Linked DNA regions of Anas platyrhynchos: region 1 is linked to region 2. A link is a contact called in public Hi-C data. All regions are on one chromosome and are shown on one strand. Each heading gives the region's core, a stretch centred on a gene start, on an enhancer-like site or on the middle of the called end of the contact. The rest is flanking DNA. Distances are from core to core; before and after follow the strand shown. Region 1 has its middle 41 kb from the start of RGSL1. Region 2 holds the start of RGSL1 (regulator of G protein signaling like 1).

Region 1 (2,966 bases), core at 421-2,920, 41 kb before region 2:
ATCACTAATGGGCACAGCCAGCTGAACTGAGCCTGGGGAAAGGCTGCGTATCGGGGGGAAAACAACCTCAAGGGGCTCAGAGGGAGGCAGGAGAGGGGTCCTTCTTGGCTGGTGGAGCGGGATGCTGCTTGGTTTGCAAGAAAAGAGCCCTGAGAACAGTGCCGAGCTGAGCCGGCTGCTTATGCAAGAGCTGGCAGTGGGGCCGGTTGTACCGAAAGCCAGCGGGTGCCAGCGGGGCGCGAGCGGCTCCGCGTCCTCCTGTTTGCTCAGCAGCTTTCGTGTGGCGGGGGAGCGGGGCGAGGGCGCGAGATTCCTGCACACTGAACTCCTCTGTTCCTCTCGGCGGGGTAAACAGGACACAAAACAAAGCCCCGAGCCAGCGCTCGCCTCCGAGGTAGTGCCCTGCCAGCCCCCCGGGGTGCGCGGCGGTGATGGGGCCGTGCTCAGCTCCTCCGGGGGGTTTCTGGATGCTGGCGCCGTGGATGGATGGATGAGGGTTGTCCAAGGGTGAGGAACCAGCAGGAAAAAAGGGGGTGAAGCACCCCAGAAAGCGTGGGCAGGGATCAGACAACCAGGCCAGCATCCTCAGAGAGCTGAGATACGGTGAGCCCAGGCACCGTGCCAGTGCCAACCAGGTTGGGTGCCCCCTGCAAGGGGTTTCACCGTGCCCCTTTGTGGGGGACTGAGCCCCATCGGATGTGCGAGGAGGGAATGAACGCCACCACTCTCTGCACTGAGCTCCCTGCACGGGGTGTCACTGCTCTCGCAAAGCCCTGCTGCTGTGTTTGCAATTGCCCCGAAGGAGTGGTTTCCAGGCTCCCTCGTCCCCATGCGAGATGCCTGTCAGTGACAGAGGGCGATGGGGCTGACCTCAGCCCTTTCCCAACGCGCTGTTAGCTAATCCAGCTCCCTGGGGACACAGCTGTGGGGCTGGGCCCCCGCCAGCCCGAGCCTGTGCCAGCTCCCCTGCGTTTCCACAGCGCCACGATTGCACCACCGCAGCCTTGTGCGGGGCAAGGTGAGGAGGCAGGGAGCAAGCGCTCACTGCTGCACCTCCACACGCTTCTGGGAGTTTCCTTTCAAGAAGGATTTGCACCCAAGGCTCCCGTAGCTACCTTGAAGTCACTCGGTAGGGGAAAAGCACTGGCCAAGAGCGAGGTGTTTTGGTGCTGCTCTGTGTCCTGGCTGTCCTCCCCATGGGATGCTGAGGGTGTGTTATCCCCAGCGCCCTGCCCTGCTCCTCGCAGCGCCTCGCGCAGCGGCACCGCTGGCTTCTGCTCCTCAAAGGAAGAGGTTTTCTGCCCTGAAAGCTCTTTTGCTTGCCATGACCTGGGGGCTGCGTGCCCTGCCTGTAAAAACCTGTTGGAAATGCAGAGGTAGGGAGGGCAGTGACCACGGGATGCCAAACCCCAGGGATGCAGCGAGGGATGCAGGAGCGTGCCGGGGGTCTGGCAGCTCAGCCCCCCCCCTTCACCCCGCTCTGAGGCGCAATGTGGTCACAAGCTGCGTTCGCAGGAAGGGATCAAGCTCTCAAAAGCAGCGCGGGATCAAAGCTTTCTAAACACTCAGGGCATTTGGCCCGGGAGGTTTTGTTCCATCTATTTATAGCAGTGGGGCCAAGCGAGTTCAGAGTTGGAGGCAAACTTTTCCAAAGCTGGGGGACGTTTGGAGCGGGGAGGGGGGAAAGGGAGCTCGGCCAGGCCCGTCTCCAGCAGGCGTTGACTCCTTCCCTTAGGTATGTGTTGCTCTCCATGACACACCAACAACAAGCCCACATAGCAGCGCCCGGCCGAGGCTGCAGAGATTGAAGCAAAAATGTGAATTGGCTGGGAAGGGGAACATGAAATAGAGAGTTTCCAAACAGCAAAGCCCAGTTTGAAAGTGAAAACGGTTTCCCTACCAGCATGTTTCTGCCCCCGGGGCACCATCCTTCAATGACAAGTATGCTGGTATTGTTTTCCAGGGGAAGGCTGGTGATGGTTTCAGGGCAAAATAAAGGGAGAGGGCTTCCTGCAGCGTGTGCCGTGCTTAGAAATGGAGAGGAGGGGTCTTCTAACCCTTCAAGGTGACACTTCGGTGACGTAACCGAAGAACACGTTGTTTTTCTGTGCTGCTCCCTGTAGTCCAAGCCAAGCAAACAAACCCAGGAGCACAGATGTGAAGCTGTGCCACGGTCACACCGCTGCCCTCGCAGGAGCTGGGGTTTCCTTGCATCCACCAAGTGACTGGCGCTAGCAGTGCTTCATAGCGAGGGGCACGAGCGGCACGCTTCGGATACACAAAGCAGCTTTTGCATGCCTAGATCCACTCTCTTGCTGGGAAGGCTCACTACAGGTTATAAAAATACCTCGCTAATTACCAGGAGCTTCCTAGCATGCCGCCAAACCTCCGCTGCTCTGTGGGAGCAGCATCTCCGAGCTCGCTTCTCCGTGAGGAAAGGGTGCAATTAGGCTCACAGGTAATTATAACCAGCGTAACGAGGGGGTGGCTTGAGGAAAGGGGGTTTGGCAGCCGGGTGGAGTCCAGCCCAGGTGCTCTCCTGGCCGGGGTGGTGCGGGGGTTTGGCACGCTGCTGCGGGCTGCAGGAGCTGGGTGCTGGGTTAGCGTGTTAGCGAGGCACACAAGTGTCCCACGTGCGTGCCCCGGGTTGTTTTCAGAGAGAGGAATGCACAGCTGGAAGGATTCCTTCCATCTCCGCCACCAGAGGAGCTCTCCAGAGGCAGAGGGTGCCCATCCTGGCTGGGGAAGCCGAAGCGTGCTCCTTCAGGGAACGCTGTGAGAGCCTGGTGGGTTTTTAGAGGGAATGGGGTGACCTGGAAGGCGGGAGCAATGACTGATGCAGAGCTCAGTGGTGTAAAACAAGTCTTTGAGCTTGAGGAGCAAGAACATACAATAAGAGAGGACTTGACATTGTCTGAAGGTGGCAGAGAAGAGCCTTGGACTATCCACAGATCTTGCCGTGACCA
Region 2 (3,050 bases), core at 260-2,759:
TCTATACGAGAACAGGTGCATGGAAGGGGAAGAAAAAAAAAACAAACCAGGTTTTTCCCCCAGATCTCACTCTGTGCATGGCCAGCAGGTTTTAAAACCTGATGCTGCAGCAGGATGCTTGCACCGCTGCCCCGTGCTGGAGCTTCTCAGCTTGGAGGGGCTGCAGACCTGAGACCGAAAGCAAAGCAGAACAGTTTGGGGTTGCCCTGGGTCTGTGGGGTGCTGCAGCACCTAACGGGGAGATTTGTGAGGCTGTGAGCCCTCGGGACAGCTCGGGCTGCTCCCACAGGCACCGAGGTCCTGGTGACCCCGTGGCCAGGCAGCCTTGGACCTTGCCTCGGCAGCGAGCCGTGCCAGCTTGTGCCGGGCAAGGACGAGAGCCCTGGCCACGTCCCCTCTGCCAGCACAGGCTGCCTGGGGAGCGCTGGTGGACGTGGCCTCAGGTCTGCCGAGGGTGGGCTGCTCCCCGGGGCGTAGCAGGGGCCGGGTGGGTCGGGAGTGAAGCCCTACTGACGTGGTCGGTGTTGCAACCCTGCCCTTATCTTTGTACAAAGAGCGCAGCCACCCCGAGCTGCTCCGTGAGCTCCCTTATAAATCGGGGCTCTCCTCACATCTTCCTCTTTTTTTCTTAATATATATATTTTTTTAATTTCCCCCCCTCTTTCCTTTCCAGGCAGAAAGTTGCAGTCCTGCTGGGGTCAGCCGGGAGCCAGAGCGGTGTGAGCAGAGCTCCGCCAGCCTCTGAGGATCTCACTGGGCATTTGTTCAGTTACCAACTGGAAAATCCACGTTTCTGACCGCTGCAACCTTTTCCCAAGGACTTGTGAGCCTGTCATGTGTGACAGCCGTGCCAGCTCATCCCTAACCCCCCCCTCCTCGTCTCTCAGGCTCAGCAGCACCAGCACTTACGAATTTGTGATGGATGCTGCTCCTCCCCAGGGTCTCCTGAAACTCCTTCACGCAGCTTTTCCCGGCACCGCTGTCTCCTCTGCTCACCTGCCGGAACAAACAGACCCTGCTCACGGCTCACCCTTCCCCACATCATTTTGGGGAGGGCTGGGTTTCACCATAACACCTGACCAACGTGCCCCTGCAGCCCCCCAGCCCTGACCGAGGGAAGGGGACGGTGCCTCCCCAGGGGACACGCGTGCGGGGACGGTCTGGGTGCAATCTCTTAACATATTTTCCCAATTCTCCATCGTGTCCCTCCTGGGAAGAAGACCATGTGGCACATTACAAGCCCCCTGCCCTCCTCGTGGCCGTGTCCCCGCTGGGGACAGTGTCGCATTCCTGGTGTGGCAGCGCCACCTGGTGAGGTGGCCGGGGGGCCACCAAAGTCCCCTCGCTCCCTCCAGGTTTTTTTGTTTTTTTGTTTTTTTTGCCCACCACCACCCGCTCCTGCTGATCTGCTGGGACCAGGTGGTCTTCCAGAGTGCCACCTCGGTGCTTTTTCATTTTTCTCTTCCTTGGAGGGGCTCCAAAATTGGGGATCTGAGAGCCAAGCCCACCGATGCCGGATGGCTGACGGGGTTGCTCCGTCCACCACGACCATAGCGGGGTCTCCTACGAAGTGTCAGGCACCACCCAGGCACGGGACCGGGTGCCTGAACGGGTAGAGGGGAAGGACATCATTTTGGGATTGCCCCAGTGCATTGGCAGGGCTGGCACCCAAAAACACCGCGTGTCCCTGAGGGGCAGCGAAGCCCAAGCTGTGGGGCTGTGCCTTGTGGTCCCTAAGAGCACCGCGTGTCCCCGAGGGTTGGGGCTGGGAGGAACGTGTCACAGGCAGCGTGGCACTCTGGAACGTGTCCCTGGGATACAGCAACATGACAGCCACCGGTGAGTGACCTTGGCTGGAGGCTTGGGGCCCTCCAAGCACACCCCGAAGGGGACAACACGGGGGGGAAGAGCAGCATCCCTTAGCCTGGGCCCTCCCTGGGACACAGCCGTGCCCTCACACCCAGATCTTTCAGAAGGAATTAAAACTCCTCGGGACAGGGGGGGGATCTGGGGTGCTGCTGGTGCCTGCCTCCAGCCCAACGCTGCCTGCTAGTTTGGAGGAAAGGCCACAGCATTCGTGCCCAGCCTCCCCAAACCACAAACCCTTGGCGTGTAGGAAGAGGCCACTCGAGTTTTCCAGCCCCCCCATGCATTGAGTGCTTTCCGACTGCCCTGCCGGCAGCCACAGGGATGCAAGGGGAACCCAGAGCACAAATCCCACCCAGCATCACATTTTTCTGAGAGCTGTTCTGGCCCAGCTCTTCCCTCTTCTCATCTTTTGGTTCCCATCCACCTTTCGGCAGCACAAAGCCCCCACAACTTTCTCTTCTCCCCCCCCGCAGCAACCATAGCCTCTACGGACATGGGGCTGCTGCTGAGAGATGAAGTTTTTGTCGACTTTTTCAACACGTTTCTGAACCTTCCTGTAAGTCTGCTCCTCCCCCTGAAGGCCGGGACCTTTCTGAGCCTTTCTCAGGTGAACTTTTGGGTTCGGTGTTAGAAAAATTGGGACGACACCACAGTTTGGTTGTCAAGCCAGGGAAAGCTGAGGACTTGGCTCGGAGATGGAGACGGAGGGATGAAGAGGAAGATGGTGCCTTCTCTGCAGCGGGGATGGGCTCTGGGCTTCCCCACCACCCTGCATCCCTTCCAGCTCTCCTTTTCCATGCAGGTATTTGGCCAGACGCCCTTTTACACCAGCAGCACGGGGCAGTGGGACCTGTGGCCAGAGCTGCCCAGCCAGCTGGTGAGAAAACATCCCCTGTGGGGAGAGAGGAGGGCGAGGAGGAGGGAGGAAGGGCGCCGGGTGAGGAAGGAGCTGGTTCCTCATTGCCGAGGCTGTTGTTCATGCAGCCGGGGGAGTGATTTCAAACCAGGCTTCACTTGGCTTTTGAGCCCCAGGAGGGGAGCAGAAGCCACGGGAAGGCAGGGTGCTGGGAAAGCAGGCAGGGGGAGAGGGGGACAGGCAGCAGGGATGTGGCAGGGGCTGCAGCACAAGCATCTCCCTTCCTCCTCCGCATGGGGTTGGCACCCCTCTTTAGCAAACCCCA

What was found. A called contact is a pair of places that touch in the nucleus more often than the background predicts.
Region 1: a Hi-C map of subcutaneous adipose tissue shows a contact between it and region 2, with 2.4 times the contacts expected there. The contact joins the enhancer-like site here to the promoter of RGSL1 in region 2. A contact is called at or near these places in 7 of 8 Hi-C or Micro-C datasets (F1 follicle, F5 follicle, liver and 3 more).

The regions. Positions count from the first base shown.
Region 1 is chr8:18,147,990-18,150,955 of IASCAAS_PekinDuck_T2T, reverse strand. No RefSeq gene overlaps it. Among named protein-coding and RNA genes, the nearest start is that of RGSL1, 41 kb to the right of the region's middle. Within about 2 kb of position 1,670, at least 3 of the 8 cell types and tissues checked have an H3K27ac peak or open chromatin away from gene starts, as enhancers often do. A contact at or near this core is called in subcutaneous adipose tissue, where this site is marked.
Region 2 is chr8:18,106,560-18,109,609 of IASCAAS_PekinDuck_T2T, reverse strand. RGSL1 (regulator of G protein signaling like 1) reads left to right here and starts at 1,509. Exons shown (of 22, transcript XM_072041450.1): 1 at 1,509-1,839; 2 at 2,343-2,425; 3 at 2,672-2,746. The coding sequence starts at 1,827. GLUL (glutamate-ammonia ligase) reads right to left here. Exons shown (of 10, transcript XM_072041451.1): 2 at 910-996.